Regions from separate parts of the Xenopus tropicalis genome. Here region 1 is linked to region 2. A link is a contact called in public Hi-C data. All regions are on one chromosome and are shown on one strand. Each heading gives the region's core, a stretch centred on a gene start, on an enhancer-like site or on the middle of the called end of the contact. The rest is flanking DNA. Distances are from core to core; before and after follow the strand shown. Region 1 holds the start of pitx1 (paired like homeodomain 1). Region 2 holds the start of neurog1 (neurogenin 1).

Evidence for each region. A called contact is a pair of places that touch in the nucleus more often than the background predicts.
Region 1: a Hi-C map of gastrula embryo shows a contact between it and region 2, with 2.9 times the contacts expected there. The contact joins the promoter of pitx1 here to the promoter of neurog1 in region 2. A contact is called at or near these places in 2 of 5 Hi-C or Micro-C datasets (gastrula embryo and neurula embryo).

What each region holds. Positions count from the first base shown.
Region 1 is chr3:25,967,755-25,973,462 of UCB_Xtro_10.0, forward strand. pitx1 (paired like homeodomain 1) reads left to right here and starts at 1,805. Exons shown (of 3, transcript NM_001007499.1): 1 at 1,805-2,171; 2 at 3,966-4,171. The coding sequence starts at 2,009.
Region 2 is chr3:25,445,195-25,450,771 of UCB_Xtro_10.0, forward strand. neurog1 (neurogenin 1) reads left to right here and starts at 2,219. Exons shown (of 2, transcript NM_001123423.1): 1 at 2,219-2,333; 2 at 2,601-3,653. The coding sequence starts at 2,614. The coding sequence ends at 3,300.

The DNA.
Region 1 (5,708 bases), core at 555-3,054, 520 kb after region 2:
GTCGTTTTCTCGCTGCGTCTGCCAGTTGCTCTTGTCTGTGTGACTGATCCAACTCCTAACCTTGCAATCTGCATCTTTCTTTCTCTTTGCTGTCTCTCTTTTGCAGTATCCCCCTTCTCTTTCCCTCACCTACTTACTAACCCCCTCAGAGGTCTCTCTTTTCCATAAACCTAATTTTATTTGAACATTTCCTCACCCTTTGTAACAGCACCCACTTTTGCTCTTCTCCCTCAGTTCTGCCTATTCCTACCTCCCCCTTATCTCTGTCTCTGTCAGTCTCTTCTCTCTACCTATAAACCAGCAGTGATTTCTCTCCACTCTCCTTCCTCCTACTTTATTTGTCTGTAATTCCAGCTATACACCCAATACCTATTCCATTCTCCTTCTCATTTGTGTATAAATGTAGAATCTCCCGTTGGGGAGTTGGCCCATGTATAGTTACACACACAATACAACATTCCCCCCCCCCTCCTGTGCCTGTTTGTCATTTTCCCTTCTTCCCTTGGAGAGTACAGGCCTATGTGGGCTATATTAGAACAGAAGACTATTATGGCTCATTATAGCCAACAGGGCAAATAAGGAGTGGGGATGAGAGGGGCAGGGGGTATATTAGACTTATCCTATGAGCACAATGAGAATAACTATATTATTGACCCGTGTGTCCCCTAACAGATCAGCTCATGGAAAGCTCCAGAGGATAAAGGTCAGGGTGATGGCAGTGTTTACTTAATGTAGAACTAATGATTATTCCTGCCCCCCTCCCTATAGGGCCCTCTCCCATCCCGATCCATCACCATAATATCCCTCCATTCAAACTGGGCCCCTTCCCCAGTCCCCCCCCACAAGCTCCCTCACAGACTTATATTTCCTATATTTAACTGCAGAATTTCCTCCTCTTCATCAAATATTTGCATTGATTTTTTCCAAAACATTTTATTGACTTGGCTAAATCTTTATTCGGATTTCATGTAACCATTGTTAGCAGCACGTTTTTAAGAAATATTAAAGTGCTGTTTATTTGTATTAAAAACAAAACATGAGGGGGAAAAAAATGCGGTAGTTAAAATCCTTCCAGAATGTATGGGAACATGAACTCATTAAAACATTCTATAGATTTAATGTTGTTGCTACAAATGCAAACTGGTTCTTTTCAGTTAAAAAAACATCTCTGCCTGTAAGGGCTGGAGTGCAGAAATCTCAGGCTAACAAAGGCGGCCGAGCTCTTTCTCTGCCCCAACGAACTGTTGATTGCTATGAAGGTATATATTTACTTTGGTGATCTGTGCGACTTTATCAATATTTGAAGTAAGACAAAGTGCTCACATGGGCTTGGAGCTACAGCAGGAGAAATAAATCACCTCGCCTGGAAAGTTCAACCGAGTGTTCGAGTAGGGAAGGGGAACTTAAACCGATTTCAGTTTATTTCTGTATAAATGCACCACGCAGAAGTGATCGAGAATTCGTACTTTAAATAAAAAAAAAAAAAAAGAATCTTTATTGAACGTGGAATATAAGATAATTAGACCGGGATTTTGAAGAGCCACCTCAGCAATGTGTAGTGTCTCTTTAAGAAAGGCGCAGTTAGCGATCTGGTGCCCCTGGATGCAGTTGCAGGCGTCTGTAGGGAGCAAAAGCAGCTCATTCTGTCTCTCTCAGTGCTAGACTGTAGGCTGGGCCGGGGCTGCACATAGTCATTTATTCGCAAGGCAGGGAGGTATTAACCCCAGGGGGGCGGGGCTTCCCCAAACTGCAGGCATTTCAGCAAGGGCAGGTCTCTTTAATCTCCTTAGCTAAAAACTAGCAGGGCTAGCAAGTCCAGCACTCTCATACATGCATGCCTGGGAACCTGCAGCCACCGATCTGCTGAAAGGAAGACGAAATAAAAAAGGGGAAAACTTCTGTAAAGACGTTTCCATGGGCCGCCACCCTGAGAAGGGCAGAAAGTGGATTTGATTTGGTTGGTGTAGGATTTTGTGGAATACGCGTTTCATGAGCAGAGTGATTTACCATGGATTCCTTTAAAGGAGCTATGAATTTGGAAAGATTGCCTGAGAGTTTAAGACCCCAGCCTTCCCACGACATGGCCACTAGTTTCCATTTGCAGCGATCATCTGAAGCCAGGGATCCCATGGACAATTCAGCCAGTGAGTCTTCTGATACTGAAATCGCAGGTAACTAATCGTGCCAAATCGCTCTGTATTTCCCCCCCATGCTTTGCAGCGTCCCTCCTACGACTGTACAGTAAATGGCTTTTAAATAATGTAGTCGAATGAGCATTTGTTTGGAGGACTTATCAGGTAAGGAAGAATGTCACAAAGCGGCTTATATCCGAGTGTTTATTTTGACAGCGTTTATTGTAGAATGTTTAACGCTTCTCATTCAAACGCGCATTTAGCAAGTAGCGCAATAGGCGCTGGCAGTGATACATTACAAATGCTTTAGGTTTTGGCACCTTGTGTTTTCTTCCGAACGGACTTGCAGTGGTTTCAGCTCGATGTTTGGTATGTTCAGCTTCAAAACTGGCATGTTTATGTCTTTCCCAAAAGCAACACACACATATGAGCCATTCGCATTGCAACAGCGCATTTGGGAAACGAACACAGACATCTGTTGCTTCAGATTATCTGAGGACAGGCCTAGCACGAATATAGGGAGCCCAGAGACGGGCTTTCTGCTGAGCCTTAGGAAAAAAATAAATAAAAAAAAATGAAACCACGGATCAGTCTAACCTCACCCTTCATTCCACTCCCACAAACCCCAACGAAAAAGACCCCATGAATTTAAAGAATCCCAAAAGAACAGGGTCTGCGGCAGACACATTTTAGTTTTTAAAAAATCTATGAGTTGTGGTATAGGAACTAATCCTGTGCAACATATCTAGTTACTTAATAAAACGGATTTTCTCTTATTTTTTTTTCTGTCTTTTGTGTGCCTGTGAGATTTAATCTTTTTTTCATTTGCCTCTGCAGAACCTATTGCTCGCCATAAACAGCGCTTGTATTTGCTTAGGAATCCTGATAATATTTAATTTCTAGATATCTGACACTTCTCTTCCAAACACTGGAGATTAGGCAGGTCAGTTTAGGTAACCTCAGTACAAGTATGGCAGTTCCCTCCCATGGGGTTTATTTATCTGCGGCCTATTCAAAGCAGCTACTGAAAGGAGCCAGTCATTCAAATAGCGTCAGATATGATTCTTTTTACTGCTGTTTTGGCAGGACTGACATTGAAACGAGATGTCAGGATTTCTGAATAAGATTTTTTACCAAATAAGACATAATCGTGATAAAACTCCATTACACTTAACAGTGGATCTAAAATAGAAAACTGATTCCCTGCAGGTTACAAAAACTATTCATACAATTTCATCGCTTCGAAAGCGATCAGTTATTTTATTCAAAGTAAAATCACGAAAAAATATCCAGTATGTGTCGCTTGGCATTTCCTTGAAAAACAAAATATGTCACTTTTCTGCAAACAGCAGTAAAAAAAACGGACGGCTATTTCCTACAAAAATATAAATCTGTGCCGGAGTGTCTGGTTTGTATCTATCATATGTTATAAGCCCTTTTTTAATTTAATTTACTGATATGAATATTTGATTTTGTATTTTATGAAGAAGAAAGGGGTAGCCCAAATTATCGTATGAAATGTTTATTTTGTCACTACATTTCGCAATGAGCAGAGACCCTTGAACTCTTGTAAGCAAATTGCAAAAATGAATATTGTGGAGAAATTCCAAATTTGCCGAAATGCCGTTTCATGGTGATTCCCCACTATCCCTGTATTAGTCTCTGTATTAGTACAATCAATATGTATATACAGATAAATCTATAAGTATTATAGGAAGTGTGTGCCTGCCTCCGGAGCACAACAGCCAGTTCCCAAGCTCAGGTACCGAGGTGCCACTTAGGCCCAATGGGACCCGCCTAATAATTATCCTGTAATCTCGATGTGTTTGACAGAGAAAGAACGAAGTGGGGAGCCAAAGGGAGAGGACGGCAATGGGGATGATCCCACAAAGAAAAAGAAGCAGAGGAGACAAAGGACTCACTTTACCAGCCAGCAGCTGCAGGAGCTGGAGGCCACTTTCCAGAGGAACCGCTACCCAGACATGAGCATGAGAGAGGAGATCGCTGTATGGACCAATCTGACTGAGGCCAGGGTCAGGGTAAGTGCCGGGCACAGGAATGAATAAGAACACCCACTATATGGAAGTGTCAAACGAAGGTGGCTAGTAGGGCCCCTGGAAATATGCACCCAGGCCACTTCATTCTGCAAATGGGGATAAGTCTAATCTGTGATGGTTTTGCCTATGGAGCTTGTTGGCTGTATGTGCTGAAATATGAATATGTTAAGATAAGGTTGGGGGGGGGTCAAGTAATAGATGTGATAATTTTTTGCTATATATGCTCACCTCTAGTACCCATAGTATCCAGTTAGCAATTTGTTTTAATCAGTTTAGTGCAGTCTGGGTTACTGCGCCTTTTAGATTAGCACCAATAATATTACAGAAGGGGCCAGTGTGTGCGTGTATATATATATGTGTGTGTGTGTGTGTGTATATATATGTGTGTGTGTGTGTATATATATGTGTGTGTTTGTGTGTGTGTATATGTGAGTGTGTGTGGGTTTGAGAGTGTAAAGGGGCCAGTCCATAGTGATCAATTTGGTGCATTCCTACTCCATCTTTATTTGGCTTTATCGTCATTTTGTCTTTGTTGATTTTTATGCATTAAAATGTCTAAAACAGCCGCTCAAAAATGTAATATAACTTAAGATATTAAAATATAACCATGTATTTTGTGCATAGCGCTAACGCGTGTGTAAAAAAGAAAAAAAGAATACAGATATATATTTATGTACCCCGGCCATACCCATATAATAAATAAAATGATCTAGCATATGGGGGTGTCTCCTGGACAGTCTGGCTTGTTACATCCTCATCCGACAAATGAATATATTTGTAGCGTAGTTGGAAAAGTCAGCAAACATATTCCGCAGAATATTGGCCCAGTGCAAAACTTGTCGTCATGCTCTTTTTCTGCCAAGTGCAAAGAAAGGAGATTAGACTGTAGCCTGGGCAGACTTAAATGGTCCATTTACAAAACACATAATAAGCAGATGTTTAGGGGAGTTAGGAAGGTTAGAGAAAAAGGAGAAAGATGACCAACAAATGGATGAATGGCAGCGATTTACGGAGAATTGCAGAAACAGGCAGAATATATGGAGGAGATTGTGTTGGTTTAATGTAAAGGCGGCTTGGGGATATGGTAATAGATATAGATTAAATAGATAGATAGATAGATAGATAGATAGATAGATGATAGATAGATAAATAGATAGATAGATAGATGATAGATAGATAGATAGATAGATAGATAGATAGATAGATAGATAGATAGATAGATAAATGATAGATAGATAGATATTAGATAGACAGATAGATAGATAGATGATATATAGATAGATAGATAGATAGATAGATAGATAGATAGATAGATAGATAGATAGATAGATAGATATAGATTAGATAGACAGATAGATAGATGATAGATAGATGATATATAGATAGATAGATAGATAGATAGATAGATAGATAGATATATGAATAGATAGATAGATAGATAGATGATAGATAGATAGATAGATAGATAGATAGATATAGATGATAGATAGATAGATAGATGATATAGATGAATAGATAG
Region 2 (5,577 bases), core at 969-3,468:
TACCTGTGTATAGTACCTGTGTATAGTACCTATGTATAGCTCCTGAGTATAGAGCCTGTGAATAGTAACTGTGTATAGTACCTGTGTATAGTACCTGTGGAGTGGGAGGATACAGTATAGTACCTGTGTATAGTACCTGTGTATAGTACCTGTGGAGTGGGAGGATACAGTATAGTACCTGTGGGAGTGGGATGAGGATACAGTATAGTACCTGTGGGAGTGGGATGAGGATACAGTATAGTACCTGTGGGAGTGGGAGGATACAGTATAGTACCTGTGGGAGTGGGAGGATACAGTATAGTACCTGTGGGAGTGGGAGGATACAGTATAGTACCTGTGGGAGTGGGATGAGGATACAGTATAGTACCTGTGGGAGTGGGAGGATACAGTATAGTACCTGTGGGAGTGGGATGAGGATACAGTATAGTACCTGTGGGAGTGGGATGAGGATACAGTATAGTACCTGTGGGAGTGGGAGGATACAGTATAGTACCTGTGGGAGTGGGATGAGGATACAGTATAGTACCTGTGGGAGTGGGAGGATACAGTATAGTACCTGTGGGAGTGAGATGAGGATACAGTATAGTACCTGTGGGAGTGGGAGGATACAGTATAGTACCTGTGGGAGTGAGATGAGGATACAGTATAGTACCTGTGGGAGTGGGAGGATACAGTATAGTACCTGTGGGAGTGGGATGAGGATACAGTATAGTACCTGTGGGAGTGGGATGAGGATACAGTATAGTACCTGTGGGAGTGGGATGAGGATACAGTATAGTACCTGTGGGAGTGGGATGAGGATACAGTATAGTACCTGTGGGAGTGGGATGAGGATACAGTATAGTACCTGTGGGAGTGGGATGAGGATACAGTATAGTACCTGTGGGAGTGGGATGATACAGTATAGTACCTGTGGGAGTGGGATGAGGATACAGTATAGTACCTGTGGGAGTGGGATGAGGATACAGTATAGTACCTGTGGGAGTGGGATGATACAGTATAGTACCTGTGGGAGTGGGATGATACAGTATAGTACCTGTGGGAGTGGGATGAGGATGCAGTATAGTACCTGTGGGAGTGGGATGATACAGTATAGTACCTGTGGGAGTGGGATGAGGATACAGTATAGTACCTGTGGGAGTGGGATGAGGATACAGTATAGTACCTGTGGGAGTGGGATGATACAGTATAGTACCTGTGGGAGTGGGATGAGGATACAGTATAGTACCTGTGGGAGTGGGAGGATACAGTATAGTACCTGTGGGAGTGGGATGAGGATGCAGTATAGTACCTGTGGGAGTGGGAGGATACAGTATAGTACCTGTGGGAGTGGGATGATACAGTATAGTACCTGTGGGAGTGGGAGGATACAGTATAGTACCTGTGGGAGTGGGATGAGGATACAGTATAGTACCTGTGGGAGTGGGATGAGGATACAGTATAGTACCTGTGGGAGTGGGAGGATACAGTATAGTACCTGTGGGAGTGGGAGGATACAGTATAGTACCTGTGGGATGAAATCTGCAGCAAAAGTTCAGAGTTGGTTCTTAGGTAAAGTTACAGTCTGTGAATTCTAATTTTCAGCCTTTATTTCTGCACTGCCTTCAGTTTGTAATTTCTCGACCTTGATTGGTCAATTTTACTATCTGTCAATAAAGATGTGCTCTGATTGGAGAATTGGAGAAGCAAGATCTGTTCAGAGCACAGCTGATTACAGCATAAGATTTCCAGGACAGTGCAGAAACTGAGTTTTGGTCTTTTTTTTACAGTGCCAGGCCTATGCGAAAACGATGTTAGATACAGATATGCAACATAGAGAATAAAGAAGAGGCAACTCAGAGCAATAAGAACCCCCCCCCCCCCCCCCCCCCCACTCCTGTATTTTGTGGAATGTGCCTTCAGCCTTCAGGCTAATCACTTTGTTCGCCCCCCTTCTTTCTCCCCCTTTCTATCACTCCTTTTAATGGACTAATGAAGCTGAAACAAGCAAGCCCAGCTCAGGGGCCGCTGAAGTGTGCCGGATAGTAGGCGGCCTGTGATTGGCTGCCCGTAACGCCAGGCACACTCCGGGGGGGGGCAACATAAATGATGCAGATGAGAGTGAGTGAAGCACGGGGCAGACCTGATGCCTTGATTCATTCATTCCCCGGCAGCCCCGGGGGGGGGGCTATTGTTTCCCCTGTATATAAGGAGTGTGAGGCCAGTCGTGTGCCAGACTCCCCACTCACACGAGCTGATTGCGCGTCTCTCCTACTGCAACTGCAGCAGTCGCGTGTCCCAATTAGGATCAGAGCTGCGACTATTATAGCTGCGACTATTATCCTCCCCTGACTGTAAGTATCTCACTCCATACTATTCAGTAGCACTTATCCTCTTGCCCTTCTGCCTCTTTGCGCTCCACTCTGCAGTAATGCTTCCTTGAGAGCTTGTTTTACCCCATACCGTAGTATTATTTACTTATTCATGGGATTTATCATTATACATTGTCTATATGTCTGATTAAATGCCTATAAGAGAGGTCCCATCTGCGACTTTTGAGCTGTTGCTGAACTATTGTTTCTGGGGCAGATTTCTAATGCCAGTTTGTGTTTGTTTCTCAGAATGGCTTCCAACATGGACAGAGTGTTCTCCGACTATGAGACCTGCAGCCAGATGTCCTACTGTTCCTCAGACGAGGAGGACTCGTTCAGCATGCAGTCGGCTTCTCCCTTCTCCTCTGAGCACATGTCATCCCCAGCCCAGACGCCAGAGAAGTGTCAGGAGGAGAAAGACAAGAGGAAGAAGAGGGTGAGGAGCAGAGTAAAGAATGACGCCGTGCTGCACACCATCAAGAAGACCAGGAGGGTTAAAGCCAATGACAGGGAAAGGAACCGAATGCACAATCTCAACTCTGCGCTGGATGAGCTGAGGGGCATCCTGCCAAGTTTCCCTGATGACACTAAGCTGACAAAGATTGAGACCCTGCGTCTGGCTCATAATTACATTTGGGCCCTGTCTGAAACCTTGAGGTTGGCAGATCAGTCCAAAGAGAAGCCCCTCAAAAATCTGGGGCACCCAGCCTACTTGAGTCCTGCCACCCCTCCCAGCCCTGGCAGTGATGCTGAGTCCTGGATGTCCTCTTCTTCTCCATCATCATCATCATCATCATCATCATCATCCTTCTCAGTGTGCACTTCCAGCCCAAGCAGCCCAGCTATGTCAGAAGACTGTTATTATGGGCACACAGACTCTCTGTTCTCACTGCACACCCTGCAACAAAACATGATCCAGCATGCATCTAGCTTTCTCCAGTACCACTAGATTTATTGCTCTATTCTGTTTCATATTAGCCTGCTAACTCCAATGACATCTCTCTAATGGGTGACACTGCCACACCAGCAGTGACCTAACTTTGCCTTAATTCAGACTGAACTTCCCAACAGTGAGGTGCAGAGGTGCTCACATGTTGCTGCCTTCGCAAACTTTGCCCAGAACCATTGTTAAATCCCTATTCAGTACTGTCAAATGTGAAACAGAATATGGCAGCAGTAGTGTCCCCTTTCCTCTAAAGGTTTTGCCTTTTTGCACTTTCTTATACAATACCTTCTTTCTTGCTCTCCTTAAATCTGACCCTCTTCAAGATGATGTCTGTAAAAAAAAAAAAAAAAAAAAAAAGGGTGGCTTTTTCTGGACTGGGTGAAAAGTCAATTTTACAATTTGTAAAACTCTCACGAAGAAAAATGAGCATGACAATTTGCTTTAGAGGCCCTGACAATACAATGAAAAGGTTTGAAAGGAAGACAAGGGATTGTCCTCATGCATTATTTATCCCAAGCCCAAGTGCTATAGAGCAGGACTCACCCGGGCCTGACAGCCAGTTCTCACACTGAGAGAACTGACACGATTAATTTATTCAGAATATTTCATTCATATGAAAATGTATTTTTTTGTATATAAAGATGTTTTTATTCTATTACGGGCGCATCGTGATGTTTTTTTGTATTTCATGTGTGCAAATAAATTTTTTTACATTTTTACAAATGTCGTGTCCTGGTTATAATGTATTCGTTCTATAACATCATTCTAATGTATCTATTATGGTTCTATCAAATCATTCAACTAATGTATCTATTATCGTTCTATAACATCATTCTAATGTATCTATTATCGTTCGATCATATCATCAAACTAATGTATCTATTATGGTTCTATCAAATCATTCAACTAATTTATCTATTATGGTTCTATCAAATCATTCAACTAATATATCTATTATCGTTCTATCAAATCATTCAACTAATTTATCTATTATCGTTCTGTCATATCATTCAACTAATTTATCTATGATGAGTAAATGGGTATAAAATAAATACAGATAGATAGGTAGGTAGGTTTATAATAGCATTGGTAAACTTTTTCATGCTTAACCCACTATGAAGCTGGGGGCAGAGTGAGGTAGAGGGGGCTCCGCAATTCTACAGAATGGGCCCATCTGTTCAGCCAATTCTCCCCTACAAGTTGGCCAGTGTGTATCGCATCATAAAAGCAAACCAATTAAAGTAGTACTCTGGATCTGTACTCAAGGCTACCTGTTGAGGCACCTTCCCATTGGAGAATAGTGTTTTAATTCCTGTCGACTAAACATTATCCTGCAACAGATTTTCAAAGAAAGGGGATTAAATGGGTCGATAAAAGTGACAGTTGTGTTAGGAAGTAGAGTGACAGGTGGGTGCCTGGAGCACTCTTGTGAAAGCTATGCTGTAATACGCTGGCTGCTTTTTTTTCTCTTTCTCTCTATAGAAAATTGGTAATTACTTTTTTGTGTTTTATGTTCACCTTTTATTTTGCTTAATAGATCAGGGGCTATTGCTAAAATGACCAACCTACTCTCCAAATGCCGGTCTGCTTTATCGCCAACAATAAATACCCTTAAAAGCAAAATGACATCCGCGAAAGGTGAAATTCGTTTAATGCAATTACGACTCCAAACGAATGTTTACGAAACTCTTTTATACATAACTTGTTTTCCATTAAATTACGATTTCACAGATATTTTCTGGGGTTGAGGAAACGAATTGATCATGTAACAAGTCCTGATATACAGCGCACACTCACATCTGCCTATACATATCGCACGAAAGATTTAGCGCTCACAGGACTTTTTGCAGAACTTATCGTAAGTTTAATACCATAAGGATGCATTAATAGGTCGGATGATTGATTGTGCAATCATTTTAAAACATTTTGTACAAGTCGGGATGTTAAGATAATCTCACCCGGTAAATGCTCATTACAAGGATTTTATTTTCAACATAGAATTCAGAAGTAAATATAGGGAACGATTTGTTTTCCTTATAGTTGTGGGGCCGGTTCCGACCCTCAGAGATAAGAGCAAGGTTTCGGGGGCGCACAGAGGGGGATTCCCATTGGTAGATAAAATGGCTTATAAAGCAGCATCAGAGCGTATGCTTTTTCTTTCCCTTTTAAGCTGCTCTCTATAGACTGAATGGTACCACACCCAGGGCATGCAATACGTTTTATTTTTGTACTTTTCATTATGTATGTGGTCTCCTGGAAGTGATTCACTTCTGTTCTTTG